Regions from separate parts of the Mus musculus genome. Here region 2 is linked to region 1. The links are chromatin contacts, called in public HiChIP or PLAC-seq maps. All regions are on one chromosome and are shown on one strand. Each heading gives the region's core, a stretch centred on a gene start, on an enhancer-like site or on the middle of the called end of the contact. The rest is flanking DNA. Distances are from core to core; before and after follow the strand shown.

What was found. HiChIP or PLAC-seq counts read pairs in DNA pulled down with a chosen protein or histone mark.
Region 2: an H3K27ac HiChIP or PLAC-seq map of microglia shows a contact between it and region 1, with 9 times the contacts expected there. The contact joins the promoter of Pitpnc1 here to the enhancer-like site in region 1. A contact is called at or near these places in 10 of 39 promoter capture datasets (the HPC-7 cell line, cranial neural crest, embryonic stem cells and 6 more), 3 of 15 datasets of contacts at CTCF or cohesin (the NIH/3T3 cell line, embryonic stem cells and stem cell-derived epiblast-like cells), 4 of 484 Hi-C or Micro-C datasets (the N1E-115 cell line, bone marrow-derived macrophages, embryonic fibroblasts and 1 more), 28 of 115 datasets of contacts at active chromatin or transcription factors (the 230-238 cell line, the NIH/3T3 cell line, the SCID.adh cell line and 20 more) and 4 of 9 other capture datasets (adipose tissue, embryonic stem cells, liver and 1 more).

The regions. Positions count from the first base shown.
Region 1 is chr11:107,240,240-107,244,614 of GRCm38.p6, forward strand. The region is part of intron 6 of Pitpnc1 (phosphatidylinositol transfer protein, cytoplasmic 1); the gene reads right to left. Among named protein-coding and RNA genes, the nearest start is that of Nol11, 53 kb to the left of the region's middle. Within about 2 kb of position 1,677, at least 9 of the 459 cell types and tissues checked have an H3K27ac peak or open chromatin away from gene starts, as enhancers often do. A contact at or near this core is called in hepatocytes and microglia, where this site is marked.
Region 2 is chr11:107,467,907-107,472,336 of GRCm38.p6, forward strand. Pitpnc1 (phosphatidylinositol transfer protein, cytoplasmic 1) reads right to left here and starts at 2,814. Exons shown (of 9, transcript NM_001359616.1): 1 at 1,985-2,814. The coding sequence starts at 2,032.

The DNA of each region.
Region 1 (4,375 bases), core at 427-2,926:
AACCCACACATTACAGTTCTCTAGCTTCAGTTCACACACATAAATGCTACAAGTAAGACTTTGATGGCTTACTTATGTATTCATTGAGAAAGGGTGTCTATTTATACAGCCCTGGCTGTCCTGGAACTTACAAAGTAAGACCAGGGTGTCCTGAATTCACAAAGATCTACTTGCCTCGGCCTCCCAAGTGCATTATCACGCTGGCTTTAGATCTTCTCAGATGGGCACCATTAAACCCATACCAAGGGTCATAGAAGAATGTAATAGTTTCTGTTGTTACGTGACACAATATCTGTTAGAAGTTGATTACAAGAGGGAAGTCTTCTTTTAGCTCTCAGTTCAGAGTGTCTCCATTCATCATGATGGGAGCAGCATGAAGGTGGGAGGCTCCTCCCAGATTCGCCAAACACAAGGCAGAGAAAGACCCAGGCCAGACCCAGAAGTGGATATAACTCCACCCACTAGTGAATCTACTTTTATAGGTGAAGCCTCCACATCCGAAAGGTTCCACAACCTCCCGCAGAACACTGCCACCAGCTGAGCCTGTGGGCAACATCTCGCATTCAAACCGGATGAGAGAGATTAGTCAGATATCCAGATTTCTGATGTCTCTTCTACCGTTTAGTCACTTGGTCTCGGAGCTTCCCAAACACCACTCTATCTACGAGTGGATCCACTGTGTGATTGGGAAACTCTGCTAGCAGGGCTCTGGCCTGGAGATATGCACTCAGCTCCTCTAGCCCAAGAGCTGACTGCCTAGAGATGGGTAAGGCTGTGTTCTTCTGGCCAGGGGCTTCTCCATTCCTCCAGTGGTGAAGTCTCTGGCTCTGGACTCCGCTGGTGTTCTCCAGACCAGGCAGATGGTAAATTGAACACTTGCAGTTAAAGCCCATCTATCTAGAGAGGGCTGAGCTGGTGCCAAGGCAATTTCCCCAGAACTTGGCTCGCCACTCCTTCCCCTTGGCACATCTGTAGAAGGTTTTCCCTCTACTAGGTCAGCAATACCTGGAGGCATTGGTATCTCACACCAGGACAAGCCTACAGAGGCAATGCTGAGGAATTAGGCTTTCAGGAGCCCATGGGAAACTGTTCCTGCGTGACTTTATTAAACTCACATCTGGAAAGTGCAAAGAGAAGCCCACAGAAGATCTTGGCCCAGCTACAGGAGAGCTTGCATCTGGGAAGTAATACTATTAGCCACATTAGATGAGATATAACGTCTCCATGATTAATTACACCTCCAGTCAGAATCACAAAGGACAATAGCCAACAGGGGCTTGCCCTGCTAATTGAAATGATAAGTTTTTGATAAACGTTAAATATAAAAAGGCTAAATGGGAACCCCAGCCGGGAATTGCTATATTATATAATGATAATACTTAGCCCCAAAGTAGAGAGGAAGTAATGAAATACAAATTCCATGCTAGATTTTCTTTTTCTCCAAGGTCACTCCAAGGTGATGGCTAATAGTGATTAGCTTGACAGGCTCTAGTTCACCTTGGAGGTAAACCTCTGGGCGTGTGCATAAGGAATTTTCTAGGATAGGTTAATTAAGGTGGGAAGATCTCTTTTAACTGCTGGATTGCATAAAAAGGAGAAAGCAAGGTGAGTACCAGCGTCCAACTTCCTCTTCCCAGCTGTGAATGCCCACGTGACCAGCTGCTTGCTTCATATGCCTACCACCGTGCCAGGATGGACGAAACGAACCTTCAGACTCTAAGCCAAAATAAGTCCCTCCCTTCTGTGAGCTGCCTTTGTTACGTGGTTTGTCACAGCAATGAGAGAACAACCAGCACAGCTTCCAGTGCTGTTACAGTGGGCTTTTTCAGGCAGGGTCTGGCTGTGTAGCCCAAACTGATGTGGGACCTGTGATCCTCCTGCCTCAGCCTCTAGAATGCTGGGATCATTTTCCACCCATGAATGGCTATTTCACTGGGAAGAAGTTTAGCCCAAAATTTAGTACAGGGTTTCTTGAACTTAAAATCCTACAAGAGGTACATAAACACTTTTAGAGACTATTGTCCTAGAGGAGGGAATGCTAAGTGATCCTATTCATATGAGATGTTCAAGACAGAATGTAGATCAGTGGGTTCCCAGGGATGAGGGAGAGGTGGGGACATATCCGTCAATATATTTTTAAATTACATTTTATCTATATCCATCCATCGATCTATCGATCTGTCTCGGATGTGTGTGTGTGTGTGTGTGTGTGTGTGTGTGTGTGTAGATGTGCCATGGTGCAAATGTGGAAGCCAGAGGACAATTCGCAGGAACTGACTCTATTCTTCCATCTGTGTGGGCTCCAGGGATCAAACTCAGGGCATCAGGTTTAATGGCAAGCACTTTTACCTATCGAGCCATCTCCCTGGCTAAATGCATGATTCAAACCGTCTCCTCTAAATGGGTGAATCCTTGGGTCTGAGATCCGTAGTTCACAAAAATCATACTCGGGAGTTTTCAGAGCACGCGTACTTGAGTGCTAAGTGAAGACTTGACTTAAAAGGTCAGCCATGATAAGTCAGTTTCCAAAAAAAAGAGAAGAACAGGCCTAAGTGGAAGTCATGGCTGGAAGGGTCAATTCTTGCTTTGTTAGCAGTTAGCACCCAAAGTGCTATTTTTAAGGCCTTTGCTCTCGGCACCAGAATGTACCGCAAACACAGCGATTTATGCCATCCCCCTGCAAAGCGACTCGGCTAGAACAAGTTGGCTCTTAAGTTTTGTCTGGCACGTAGAGAGCTAGAGAACAAAAGTTCCTGTGGTGGGGGGGGGGGTGCCTCGGCATGTGCTCTACACCTGTCCCAGTTAAAATCTAGGGCTAGAAACATTCAAAACTCACCATGCTGAGAAGAAAAGAAAGAGTGTGAGGATGGGGACTTGGGATAAACACTACGAAAGAACTGAACACTCCGCAAAGACCACTCACTACTGATGCTTTCTGATGCTTTCCATGGGTGGGGCTCAGAAGAGAGCCAAGGATGGAAGAAAGGGAAACCAGCATATGGGCTGTGTGACAAAGATTGACTCCAGAGCCGGTGCCAAGCACGTCATACACAATTTCACTTAATCCGTGAGATGTCATTGTTATGATAAAAGGACTGGGCCTTTGTCTGTGGCTCCTGGGATGGTGCTCCTATAGTTGCTGGAATTTCCCAAGCCAGAACTGTCTTTCCCATCTATCCATCAGGAATCCCTTCCAACATGCCCTCATCTGAGTTAATGAGGTGGACTGAGTTGGAGCTCTCGTACAAAAGGGGGACTGGTTATCAGAACAACAGAGTGACAGAATACCCCGGCCACTGGTCTCTAGAAAACAGGGGAGTGCTGGAGAGCCAGATCTGTAAAAACTTTTAAACAATAAGACTGGTGTGGCGGTTAAGAGAGAGTCCAAAGTTATTTCTGTTGGGTGCTTTGTTACAACAACAAGACAAGTGGCAGAGGTGTTCCCCTTTAGGAGGAGAATAGGCAAATTTTGGGGCTTCTATTGCTATCCTCCTCCCAGATGAAGTATCAATAAAATGCTTTAAAAACTTGAATATAGTAAGCAGAGAGATCCTAACCCTTGAATTGTGTCCTTGCCACCGACCATGTTTAAAGCAGCATGAACCCTTCACCAGACGCCAGCAATAGACTCTTGGCCATCCTGGTCTCTAGAACTGTGAGTAACTAAACTTCTATTGTTAATAAATTAACTGCTCCGTGGTCTTCTGAGATAGCATAAGAAAATGAACTAAAGGTAGGCACCATCCTGGGACCTGAAGGAACAGATTGCCAAAACTTGGCATAACGTTGAATTTGCGCTCTAAGGTTTCTTAGAGATGCTGAATCAGACACGCTGCATTTGGAATGAGGTTAAACCAGAAGAGAAGAAAGAACATATTTTTTGGTAACTCTTTGCAGCACAAATGGCTTTAGTTTCTGAAGCATCTTGATGAGGTTGCAGAGGGTTTTGAGACTCAAGGAACTGGGGCTGTCATCAGAATCACACTTCTGCTTCTCTCCTGGATGCATGCTGCTGACTGAAAAGCACCACGCACACAAACAAACTTCCCGAGTGCCACTCATGGCAGCCACGGGCCAGAGGCACATGCTTGCCTCAAACCCATCTCCAATGCTGCGATGGTTAGTTTTCTTTATTTTTCAGAGATTTAGTTTTTGATATCTTTCCTTGTATATGCTAGGAATGGAGTGAGGGTCTCTGGAGGACCAGCAGGATTTTAACTGATGAGCCATCTCTCCAGCCTCATTAGTTTTTATGGTCAACCCGACATAGCCTAGAATCAGTTGGGAAGAGAGTCTCAATTGAAGAACTATCCAGATCGGGCTGGCCTGGGAGCACACCTGTGGAGGACTGTCTTGACAATCCAGCCAACTGTGG
Region 2 (4,430 bases), core at 1,564-4,063, 230 kb after region 1:
GAGAGAGAGAGAGAGAGAGAGAGAGAGAGAGGGAAAAGAGAATAGAAAGGAAAAACCATCCACCTAAACCATTCAAATGCAGTTATTACACTGAATACTTAAACAAATGCGGGGGGGGGGGGGAGGGGGGGGAGATGCTGCCCTGTGCTTAACAAAGTATCTGAAGGAAACCAACCAGGATAATGAACAGATGTTAGCATGGAAGAATGGCTGAGCCCGGTGACATACACTTAAACTCAGCAGACAGATCTCTGTGAGTTCGAAGCCAGTCCGGGCTAGATAGTGAGTTGTAGGACAGCCAGGACTACATAGAAAGAACCTGCCTCAATATTTGACTGAGTCCCATTGGCGCCCTAGGATGGCACAGTCCTATCTATTAACCACAGTCAAAGCAGGAAATGAAGTGGAAGCATACGGACACCTCCAGGTTGCCCTGGTCCTGCTCAGCAGTCCCAGAGGTGCGAAGACAGCATGTCCACAAAACACCAGCACCAGGGAGGGGTGTGTGTGTGCACGTCCAATCCCATTCATTTGCCTTTCTTCATTCTCCACAAAGCTGTATGCTGCTTCCCCATTGATAAGGCACCTAACTACCATTTAAGACCTAGTTCAAAATGCTGCCACCCCAGAAACGCTCGTTGATAAGGCTGGGGGTGGGGAGAGGGGCATGGCTAAGCTATCCCTCTCGGTCTTTGGCAGCCAGTGTAGAGTGTCAAGTGTTTTGTAAACTTCAGGCTACTTTGATCCTACCTTGGATTGTCCTAGGGTCTCACCTTAACACTGGCGCCAGATGCAGAAGGAAGATTGCCCCCACCACCACCACCCTGGGAGGTGGGGGGGGGGGCAGGGAGCCAGACATAGTCTGAGTAACACAAAAGCACAAGGCCCCTTTCACAAAGTAGTGAGTAGATCACATGTCTGATAGATTAAATGCACCGGTTTTAAATACAAATACGTCGTGGATCGCTGATTTCATTTGTTGCCACATCAAACCACAGGAGTCTTTCCCAAATTGCCTTGATTGGCTTCATGTTCTGGCTGTGTGTCCCTGGACAGACGCAAAGCACTTATGAAATATCCAAAGAGGTGGGGAGAAAGGGGAACGAAAAGGAAGCCCGGGCCGGAGTGACCCTCACTGAGTCACTGTTTCCTCAATGGCGGAGCTCGCGGATAGGGGGGACGGGGGGCGGAGAAGGAATCGGAAGAATGCAAGCTGACCTGCGCGTGGAGGCCGAGCCCTTGAGCGGGGAGCCCCCCACCCTGCAGCCCCGATACTCAGAGCCAGGAGGGCCCGGCCTGACGGCCTGGAGCGCCCTCCGGTGGCCGCGCCGCAGGCCCCACCACTGGGGCTCTTCCTAAGACCACGCTCCCCGCCGCGGAAGGAACGAGACACGCAGAAAGTTTCCGAGCCAGGCGGTCAGCAAAGGACAATCCAGATCGCGGAGGGAGCCTGGATGCTCGGCTGGGCAGGAGCCAGCGCCTAGACCGGAGGCGACAAGAAGTCGGGTTCTAAACGGACCCTCTCCAGGCCTCCCACATGCCCCCAAGGCGGGACTCTGGTCTGCAGATCCCACCCGCGCGGAATTTGTCCCTGCAAGCCCACCTTGTAAAGAGGACATGGGGACAGTGGCTACCACCACGGCCGGTTACCCCGATACTCCGGCTGCAGAGCATGCTTGGGCTCTTATACTCTGTGCATTTGCTTAATTGGAGGGAGGGGGCGCAACAGCTCCCTGTGACGCATTGTGGTCCCCAGGAATCTGATTCTAGATGTCCCCGAAGAGCTCACCTGGACTCCCCCGCCCCACCCCCACGCCGCCTTTCCTCTGCTGGGGTGACGAGTGGGAACAGCGAATCCCCTGCCTCCTCCCCCTCCAGCCTCCAGGTTTGGGCGCCAGGGTTTCCCCGCCGCACGCAGTGGACCCGCCGGCCGAGTGGTGGCGGCTGGGGACCCGGAGCGGGCGAGGCCGGGCGCGGTGCCTACCTCGTCCACGGTGAGCGGCATGCAGATTCGGTACTCCTTGAGCAGCATGTTCCTGCCGGCCGCAGACCTCGGGAAAGAAGGGGGCGTCCCAACAGATGAGCAAGGCTGGAGCCCAGAGGAGGGCAAAGACGCTGGGAACCGGCAAGCGAAGCAGCCCCGGTGGTGCGCTCAGCTCCTAACTGCCTCCGGTCCGCCCCGGAGCATGTCAAGCTTCGGGTCCCGGTGTCTGTGACTCCCCCGCCTCCTTCCTCGCAGAGATCAGCCCTCTCGGTATTGCAAAGTCAGGCACTGAGGGAGGGAGACCCGCGGGAGACAGCTCGGATCAGCAGCCCCGGGCTGGTAGGCGCGGCCACCAGATCAGGACATGCCCGGCGGCGGGCAAGAGAGGCAAAAGGAGGAGGAAAAGGGATTTCCACAAATTCAAACAAACGCACAAAAGTCTCCTCTGGATCCTCCTCCGAAAGCAGAGCTGAACCTGGCGAGCCCCCTTTTTCTCCTACCCGTCTACCGTGGGTTAATGTCACCAGGAACACATTGCCGCGGGAGCAGGCGATGCTGACTTTCCAAACAAAGGCTCGATGGGCTCCTCTCCCCGGGCGGTAAACAAGATTTCCTGCTCTTTTTTAGGGCCAGTCCCCGAGTCTCTCCGGAGCTCAGCTGAGAGAGAAAAGGGAAGCCGCAGCCGCCAAGGCTCTGCCCTGCTCTGGGCCCCGGGTGTCTTCAACCTAGGCGGTTGGCTGCCAGCGGCTTGCGCGCGTCCCCTCCCCCGAGTCCCTCGGCTCTGAGAGCGCCGTGCGTGCCCGTGAGTTTGCAGCCACCTCGCCGCGACTGGAGAGTCCGCGCCGAGCTGCAGTGTGCCTGGGGCAGGGAGGTGGGTGCGGGAGGAGCGAGAGCGACGAGGCTGACATCAGCAGCGGCCGCGGCGGGGAGGGTAGCCCCATCCGGCCAATGGGGAAATGGCAAAGAATGTGGAGGATTTAAACAAAACAGCATGTCTCTCCCGTCTGCTGCCAGACGCCAGGGCTGTCCCAGAACCTAGAACAGCTAACGCAAAGAGAACAGAGAATCGCAAAGAAGCTATCCTGGACTCTTACAACGTTGGATCTGTTTTCAAATGTAACCTGGGTGCCATAGGGCTCTCTACTTAGTCGCTTTGGAAACCGTTTCCAAAGTGCACTAGTGCCCCTTGACTTTGGGGCTGGGGGCGTGTTTACAAATGCTCACAGCGAACATTTTTTTCTCTCTGATGGAGTAAGCAAGGCCGGAGCAAGAGAAATGATGGTTTTAGAATGGGTTTTTCTAACATGCTCTCAAGGCGGAGTTCTGCAGCAGTGTTGGTGAAAACAGAGTAAAAATGCGTGCGCGCTCGCAACCACACACACACACACACACACACACAGAGAGAGAGAGAGAGAGAGAGAGAGAGAGAGAGAAGCATTGCCTGCTACCTCTTTCTCCCTGGCTCTCTGCAATCCCAACTGCAGGCTTCCCAGAGCAGAAAGAATAGGTTTTCGTGTCAGCACTCCTAAGTTCAAAAAGTCACAGTGAAATGTCAATAAAAATGCCCGGGGTGTTGGTATTTCATCCATATTAAACAGATCTCTCATTTTAACCACAAGAAGCACATTCTTTAGTTACTCAGGAAGCAGCATGTAACTGCTGAAGTCTGGTTTTCATTTGTCTGGCATTCGGTTTTGGTTTGTTTTTTTTTTTTTTTTTTTTTTTTTTTAGCTTGTTTTCCTAAAAATGGAGGAAAAAAGTGCATCCACTGCCTATAGGAGGATAATGTGTAAACATCACTGGCTCTCAAACATAGATGCATATGTTCACACAAACGTGTGTGTGTGTGTGTGTGTGTGTGTGCATTTGTGAGTTCTGGAGACCCACATTCACCCATAGAGCTTGCATTGGGCAATGCAGACTCTGCAGGCCTCAATGGTATAGTATGTTAAAATGATGCTCAATAAGTCACTAATCAACATAATGAGGGTGGGCTCTGGCTAATGTTGTCCAGATGACCCAAGTTTAGAGCTCAGGGAACATGATCCAGCCTGCTAGGAAAATGACACCCTAAACATAGCTTATATTCTGGTAAAGAAAGAAAGAAAGAAAGAAAGAAAGAAAGAAAGAAAGAAAGAAAGAGAGACAAAGAAAGAAAACTATTTTCTAGATAAATGCTTCCCAAAGTTGGCTCTGAAATATTTACAGCAGCTAATTAAAGGTAAACCAAACACCCTGAGAAATTTTGTTTTGTTTTGTTTTTGAGACAGGGTTTCTCTGTCTAGCCCTGGTTGTCCTAGAACTCACTTTGAAGTCCAAACTGACCTTGAACTCAGAGACCTACCTACCTGCCTCTGCCTCCCAAGTGCTGGAATTAAAGGTGTAGGCTACCACCGTCCTTCAAGGTAGATCATTAAATTTGACCTGATAGTGTTGAATTGGAAGC